2 separate regions of the Sus scrofa genome follow, and region 2 is linked to region 1. The links are chromatin contacts, called in public HiChIP or PLAC-seq maps. All regions are on one chromosome and are shown on one strand. The core of a region is the stretch at or near the end of the contact, and the rest is flanking DNA. Distances in the headings are between cores, read along the strand shown. Region 1 overlaps DDX55 (ATP-dependent RNA helicase DDX55). Region 2 overlaps SBNO1 (protein strawberry notch homolog 1).

Evidence for each region. HiChIP or PLAC-seq counts read pairs in DNA pulled down with a chosen protein or histone mark.
Region 2: an H3K27ac HiChIP or PLAC-seq map of alveolar macrophages shows a contact between it and region 1. The contact joins two enhancer-like sites. A contact is called at or near these places in 2 of 47 Hi-C or Micro-C datasets (both in embryonic fibroblasts) and 1 of 2 datasets of contacts at active chromatin or transcription factors (alveolar macrophages).

Annotation. Positions count from the first base shown.
Region 1 is chr14:29,372,193-29,376,026 of Sscrofa11.1, forward strand. It overlaps DDX55 (ATP-dependent RNA helicase DDX55), which reads right to left. Exons shown (of 13, transcript XM_003359086.4): 8 at 2,686-2,768; 9 at 436-567. Among named protein-coding and RNA genes, the nearest start is that of DDX55, 15 kb to the right of the region's middle. Within about 2 kb of position 2,524, at least 21 of the 83 cell types and tissues checked have an H3K27ac peak or open chromatin away from gene starts, as enhancers often do. A contact at or near this core is called in alveolar macrophages, where this site is marked.
Region 2 is chr14:29,604,630-29,608,776 of Sscrofa11.1, forward strand. The region is part of intron 27 of SBNO1 (protein strawberry notch homolog 1); the gene reads left to right. Among named protein-coding and RNA genes, the nearest start is that of CDK2AP1, 24 kb to the right of the region's middle. Within about 2 kb of position 1,897, at least 4 of the 83 cell types and tissues checked have an H3K27ac peak or open chromatin away from gene starts, as enhancers often do. A contact at or near this core is called in alveolar macrophages, where this site is marked.

The DNA of each region.
Region 1 (3,834 bases), core at 1,274-3,773:
CAATGATTAAGAAAAACAGCAAAATATTATTTCTATGTGCAAAGAGAATCAAGTTACAGTCATTGGAGGCAAGTGCCCTACAGGGAACCCACTGACACCCTGGAGCCTTTACTGGGTTGCTCTTATCCGTTCTGTCCACCTATTCAACAAATAGCTCTCCAAACCCCCACTGGCCAGGCCCTGCGTCAAGTTACTGGGGAGTCCAGGAGTGAACAGAAAACACAGGTTCCTGATCTTGTGGAGTTTAAAATCTAGCGGGGAAGTTGACAGTGTTCAGCTGTCAACTGGGCATTTATACAGAGAGAATGTGATCATGGCTAGAGGAGGAAGAGGGTTGCAGGCAGGGAAACAACACATGTGAGGGTTTTGAAGCAGAGTGACCTGCGGAAGAGCAGAGTGGCTGGAGGTCTGCCACCTCCCAGGAAGCTGACCGACCTCTGCAGCTGGCGAAACTCCATGAAGATCTTATTGCGCTTGTATTTCATCTTCCCGTGGATGCACATTATCTTCACACTCCTCACCAGGGCCTCCAGGGCTTTTCCGTAGTATTCCACACAGGCACAGGTGCTGGGAGAGGGACAGAGGGCTGTGTCACTGGCTGCCTGGGTCCCTCTACAGCTGGCGAGAGAGAGACCCCCACCCCCACCCCAGTCCTCTCGGGGGAATGCAGAGGAGAATTGCTGCACAGGTCCTCCACCACTAAGCTCTTGGCCAGTGAATGGCCAATCCTTTGACAATATCCCTTAAGCAAGAGTGAACACCCATACCATGTATTCCCACTAAGGCTATCCTAGCAAGGGGCTGTCCCTGGCCCCTAGGAAGCTAAGTAAAGTGAAGTAGTCCCTCATAGCAAGTACAGCAACATCTGAAGTACAGTTCCTTCAGGGAACTGCTTCTCTAGTGTGGTTCCCCAGGGCTCAGCAGGTAACCCAAGTTAGAGAAATCAGGTCCTCTCTCCCAAGATATTTGGACTTGAAGAGTAGAGGCCGGCAGGGGCTGGAGCAGGATCACCCCTCAAGAGATGGCCATGGAGCTTTCCAGGGACCCTGGATCCAATCTTCCCTAGAGCACAGACACCCAACTTCCTCTCTGAATCCATACATAGCAGTCTTCTAATAAAGTTCACCCCAATCCTCCCCCCCATTTTTTATCTGAGGGATTCCAGAGGGATGTCACGTGGTTTTGCAGATGAAGGAACTGGGCTTACAGAGGGGCAAGAGGAGCACATGGCAGAGCCAGAGGGAAGGTCTGACTCCATCCCCGATGTTCTTCCCACTCTGCCGGGCTCAGGTGCCAGTGTGGGCCAGCTCTTGTCTAAACACCTGTGCTAAGGGACTGCTACCAGGTTCCTTGCTATTTGCACCACCAGTACATAAGGAAGCAGTTTTACACACTGAGAGTCACAATCCACGGATCCTGAAAGCAATCTAGTGGTTCCTGAGATCAATTTAATGGGTCTGGACCAGCATTATTAAACAATCATTTTGAATACAACAGAATAGAAAGCATCAGAATGTGCCCGCCTAGCCAAGTACAGTTTTGTGAAATCTTTCAGTTGGGTGTGTGTGTGTGTACCAGGTTATATTTCTAACTATGGGCCTGTACAGCTACATGCATACTATTGGTGAAATGATGACGGAAAAGAAACATACAAGTCTTTTGGCACTGCCCAAAAAAAAATGATACCATGGGTATATGTGTAGGAGGAAAAAACAGCCCAAAGAGTACACACCTCCTACCTTGTACTCGGACAACAGGACGGAGTGTGGCAGACTCTAGGCTGCCTTATAAAACGCCATCCCACCCCCTTCCTCCTTCACCTCCCTCTGCTACAGAGGCTGGGACAACGACCCACTCATTTTCCCCACCACTCCAAGTCAGGCACTGCTGAGTGACCCACCTTTGGCCCATGCAATGAAAGTGGAAGTCAGTGGGGATGGGGGGCAGTTCTAAGAAAGCCTTCTGCTTTTCTGATTAAAAGGGTCTGAGGGAGTTCCCATCGTGGCGCAGTGGTTAATGAATCCGACTAGGAACCATGAGGTTGCGGGTTCGATCCCTGCCCTTGCTCAGTGGGTTAAGGATCCAGCGTTGCTGTGAGCTGTGGTGCAGGTCGCAGACGCGGCTCAGATCTGGCGTTGCTGTGGCTCTGGTGTAGGCTGGCGGCTACAGCTGTGATTAGACCCCTAGCCTGGGAACCTCCCATATGCCGCAGGAGCGGCCCAAGAAATGGCAAAAAGACAAAAAAATAAAAAATAAAAAAAATAAATAAATAAAAGGGTCTGAGATGGCAAATGCTGCCCTAGCCCCTCCCCCTCCCTGTCCTCTTTTATCTGCTTTCAGTGCAGATGTGACAAAGGGGTCACAGTGGCAACTTGAAACTAGGGGGTGACCTACAGGAAGGAAAGGCCAAGACAGTTGCAGACACACTACTGGCCTTGACGTTGCTGAGACAGAAACCAGTGTCAGGAACTGCCTTCCTCTGGACTTCCTCTTACAGGAGAAAAATAAACCCCTCCTGCTTGAGCTGCGGAAACGGCGTTTTCAGTTATTTGCAGCCAAATGCTATGGTTCTCCTAAGAGAGAAACAATCTAAAGGGAACTTCAAACCTGAGGGTGGCTACACACGTGTGCACATCCTGGGTGTGGCTGAACCCCAGACTTGCCTACACAGTCCAGAAGGATTACCTGAAGAAGACCAGGTGTTTCTCCTGCTTGTGATTTCGAAGAAAATGGACCAGCTGATTAAACTTCTCGTCTGCCTTACACACCTGCAAAATAAAAAGGAAAACCAACAAAACAAAAACAAATTTATGCTGCCGTGAGCTGTAGAGACAGCTCTGATCTGGTGTTGCTGTGGCTGTGGCATAGGCCGGCAGCTGTAGCTCTGATTAGACCCCTGGCCTGGGAACCTCCATATGCTGCTGGTGGGGCCCTAAACAAACAAACAAAACAAATTTGCTGACAATAATAACCCCATAGCTATTTTCAGTTTTGGCCTTTAACTTTAAGGAATCTAATTTCCTCCACGAAAAGGATAGACTTTTGTCAGAATGTTACTCAGTCCACTGAGCTCGGAATAAACTTCAGATCTGGCGTTGCTGTGAAGTCACAAAATCCCGGAACTGAGGACGGGAGCAGGGAACACTCAACATAGTGCTTCCCAAATCCCAAATGCAGACAGCACCATGCCAGCCATGCCACCATGCCCAGGGTAAGTTTAAATGTAGGTTCCTGGGGAGTTCCTGTTGTGGTGCAGCGGAAACGAGCCCGACTCGTATCCACGAGGATTCAGGTTCGATCCCTGGCCTCACTCAGTGGGTCGGGGACCCGGCATGGCTGTGAGCTGTGGTGTAGGCTGGCAGCTGTGGCTCCGATCCAACGCCTGGCCTGGGAACTTCCATGTGCCGCAAGTGCAGCCCTAAAAAAAAAAAAAAAAAAATGCAGGTTCTTGGACACAGCACACAGACTGATTCGGTGGTTCTAGAATTGCACCCAAGAGTCCACATTACTTAAAGAGTGTCCAGGAAATTCTGAGGCACAGCCACGTTCAGAAACCACTGCTCTAAGGTGGACACAGGTCTCCAGAGTGGAACACACACAGACTTATTTCACAGACCCCCCTGCCAGAGACAGACTCCAGTCTCCCTCAATAAATGCAGTCAAGTGCTCCACTCAGGCCCCTAAACTGGAGACATTTAAGTCCACCTAAATGCATTCCCCATTTTTAGCAAGACCAAATCCTCAGTTTGGAATTTCTTTCTCTCAGACATCTCTAAATGCAATCGCTTAAATGAATGCAAAAGAGTAGAATGCAGCAGCAGCCACTGGGTTCCA
Region 2 (4,147 bases), core at 647-3,146, 230 kb after region 1:
CTTGCCTGCTGGGAATTTTGTGCCTTTGTACTTGAAAGACAGTTTTACCAGACATGAAATCTTTATTAGGTTAACATTATTTTTTGTTGAATTTATTTATTTATTTATGTTTTTTTAGGGCCGCACCAGCAGCATACGGAGGTTCCTAGGCTAGGGCTTGAACTGGAACTGTAGCCGCTAGCCTACACCACAGCCACAGCAGTGCCAGACTGGAGCCACGTCTGTGGCCTATACCACAGCTCACGGCAATGCCGGATCCTTAACTCACTGAGCGAGGCCAAGGATCTAACCCACATCCTCGTGGATGCTAGTTGGGTTTGTTAACCACTGACCCACTATGGGAACTCCATAGTTTTTTGTTTTTGTTTTTGTTTTTGTCTTTTTGCCATTTCTTGGGCCGCTCCCATGGCATATGGAGGTTCCCAGGCTAGGAGTCCAATTGGAGCTGTAGCTGCCAGCCTGTGCCAGAGCCACAGCAACGCAGGATCTGAGCCGCATCTATGACCTACACCACAGCTCACGGCAACACCGGATTGTTAACCCACTGAGCAAGGGCAGGGACCAAACCTGCAACCTCATGGTTCCTAGTCGGATTCGTTAACCACAGAGCCACGATGGGAACTCCCAAGGGAACTCCATAGTTTGATGGTGCTCTAATTTTCTTTCCCTTATTAATTTAGTTCTTTTGTGTCTGTATGTGTGAATGATAAGTTTGATCATTTTGCTAGTTTACATCCTGGTATTAGTCATCTTTTGTCCAGTATTCTCAGATTTGTAATATGCTCTTTCAACATGTAGATTCACATCTTCAGAAAGTTTTTGAATTACTTTCATTTTTCTTTCTTTCTTTTTTTATTTTTTTTCCTTTTTAGGGCTGCACCTGAAGCATAAGGAAGTTCCCAGGCTAGGGGTTTAATTGGAGTTGCAGCTGCTGCCCTACCCCACAGTTTACAGCAGCGCAGAATCCTTAATCCTCTAAGCAAGGTCAAGGATCACACCTTTGTCCTCTCACCCACTGATCCACAAAAGAATTCTTCCTCTCTTGGATCCTTTTAATCTCTTTCTTCATGTCTTTTTCTTTAACAGCTTTATTGAGATACATTTCACATCTAGTACAATTCACCCACTTGAGGATGTGATTAGATGTTTTTAGCATATTACCTTGTTAATTCTTTTAATTGTTTTATCCATTTTAAAGTGTTTGATATAGTGGCATTAATTATATTCACAGTGTTGTTAAGCCACCACCATTAAATGATAAATCCCCAGAGTTCCCTTGTGGCACAAACAGGTTAAGGATCCAGTGTTATCACTGTAGCAGTTCAGGTTGCTGCTTTGGTGCAGGTTCAATCCCTGGCCCAAACCAAAAAAACAGTAATTCCTCATTTTCCTTTCTCTAGCCTCTGAGAAACCTCTGCTGTATTTTCTGCCTCTGTGTATTTGCATATTTTGGTACCTCGTGTAAGTGGATCATGTAACGTGACATTTTGTGTTGGCTTCTTTCACTTAGTATAATGTTTTCAAGGTTCATCCATGTTGTAGTGTGTGTCAGAACTTCATTACTTTTTGTGTCTAATATTACACTGTCTACATATAAGCACATTTTGCATATTTGCAAATATTTATGGAGTAACAACTGAAAATGAAGACCTGGTGCAAGAAGTAACTGTGGAGTTGCCATCGTGTTTCAGTGGTTTTGAACCTGACTAGGAGCCATGCGGATGGGAGTTCAATCCGTGGCCTAGCTCAGTGGGTTAAGCATCCGGCGTTCCTGTGAGTTGTGGTGTAGGTCGCAGATGCAGCTTGGATTTTGAGTTGCTGTGGCTGTGGCATAGCCTGTCAGCTACAGCTCTGACTCAGCCCCTGGCCTGGGAACTTCCATCTGCCACGGGTGTGGCCCTAAAAAGACCCAAGAAAAAAAAGAAGTAACTGTGTAGGAAGTTCTCTCATGGCACAGAAGGTTAGGGATCCCGTGTTGCTGCTGCTGTGGTGCAGGTTTGATCCCTGGCCTGGAAACTTCCACATGCCACAAGTGCGGCCAAAAAGAGAAGCAACTGTGTAAGGGAGATCAAATATGATAATGCCACAGGCAGTGTGAAACATAAATCAACTCTGGATCAGGAATCCCTAAACTTTTTCTTCCAAAATCCAGGTAGTAAGTATTTTTAGGTTTTGCAGTCTCTGCTGACTATTCTTTGTGGATTTTTTTTCTTCCTAACTTCCTCCTTTTCATCCATCCTTAAAGTGTTCTTAAACTTAGGAGCTGGGAGTTCCTGTTGTGGCGCAGTGGAAGCAAATCCTATTAGGAACCATGAGGTTGTGGGTTTGATCCTTGTCCTCACTCAGGGTTAAGGATCTGATGTTGCCATGAGCTGTGGTGTAGGTCGCAGACTCGGCTCAGATCCTGCGCTGCTGTGGCTATGGCCTAGGTGGGCAGCTGTAACTCCAATTAGACCCCTAGCCTGGGAATCTCCATATGCCATGAGTATGGCCCTCTAAAGCAAAAAAAAAAAAACAAAAGCAAAACAAAAAGAACTTAGGAGCCTCAGGCCAGGTATGGTCTGTAAGCCTGGGGTACCGGTCTCTGATTGAAGAGCAAAGCTCTCAGACTAGGTCTGGCTTCTGATTGATTGTTCTTTCTTTTCTTTTCTTTTTTTCTCTGGGCCCCTCCTGTGGTATATGGAGGTTCCCAGGCAAGGAGTTGAATTGGAGCTATAGCCGCCAGATTAAGCCACAGCAACAGCAACTTGGGTTCTGAGCCATGTATGCAACCTACACCACAGCTCATGGCAATGCCGGATCCTTAACGCACTGAATGAAGCCAGAGATCGAACCTGTGTCCTCATGGGTGCTAGTCAGATTCTTTAAACACTGAGCCATGGACAGGAACTCCTAGATGTGTTTGTTTAAAAATCTTGCTGAGATTATTTTAGATTCTCATGAGGCTATAAGAAATGATAGAGAAATTTCTTGTACAGTATTTTTCCTAGTGGTAACATTTTACAAAACTACAGTGTAATATCAATCAGGATTTTTTTTTTAAGGCAAATTCACTTTTGTTAGGTGGGATTGAGACCCAATCCAACGCAGACAACTTCGGCAAGCTAGGCTGGAGCGCTTTATCTCAAACAATGTAGAACTCAGGAGCTTCAGCCAGGGGTCATTTCAACATGCTTGTTATTAACACAGCGCAAAAATAACCAGAGAGAAAGAGACTCATCTAGTACTCATCTAGGTGCCAAGCTGGCCTAAACCGCCTGGACGGTAGCCTGAGGACTCCTGATGTTAAATTTATTACTTTTCAAATTTTATGTTTTGTCTTTTGTGTCTGTAGTAAAAAAATTCATTGCCTATTTCAGGGTCTTAGATTTTCTGAAGTATAGTTGATTTACAATGTTGTGATATCAATCAGGATTTTTTTTTAAATTTATTTTTGTGGCCACACCCATGGCATATGAACATTCCCAAGCTAGGGGCCATTTTGGAGCTGCAGCTGCCAGCCTAAAGCACAGCCACAGCAATGCCAGGTCCAAGCTGCATCTGTGACCTACACCACAGCTTATGGGACCACCAGATCCTTAACCCACTGATCAGGGCCAGGTATTGAACCTGAATCTTAATGGATAGTAGTTGGGTTTGTTACCGCTGAGCCACAATGGGAACTCCTCAACTAGGGTATTGATACAATTCACCAGATTTTATTCAGATTTCTTTAGGGTCTTGGATCGGATTTTTGATTAGTACATATAAGGTTATTGGGGGTTTTTTAATTTGAAATTATTATGGTTTTTTGTTTATTTTGTCTTTTTAGGGCCATACCCATGGCATATTGAGGTTCTCAAGCTAGGGGTCAAATTGGAGCTGTAGCCACTGACTTACACCATAGCCACAGCAACTGGGGATCTGAGCCGTGTTTGCCACCTACAACCACAGCTCACAGCAACACCGGATCCTTAACTCTACTGAGCATGGTCAGGGATGAACCCTGCATCCTCATGGTTACTAGTCGGATTCTTAACCCGCTGATCCTCACCAGTTTCCCTTGAGTGAAAGGATGTGGTAACATTGGTCCTTGGTTATTCTTTGCGTGGCAGCAGGCAGCTGGATGTGAGAAGAAACCTACCTGGAAGCTTTAGGCTGTTTCTTT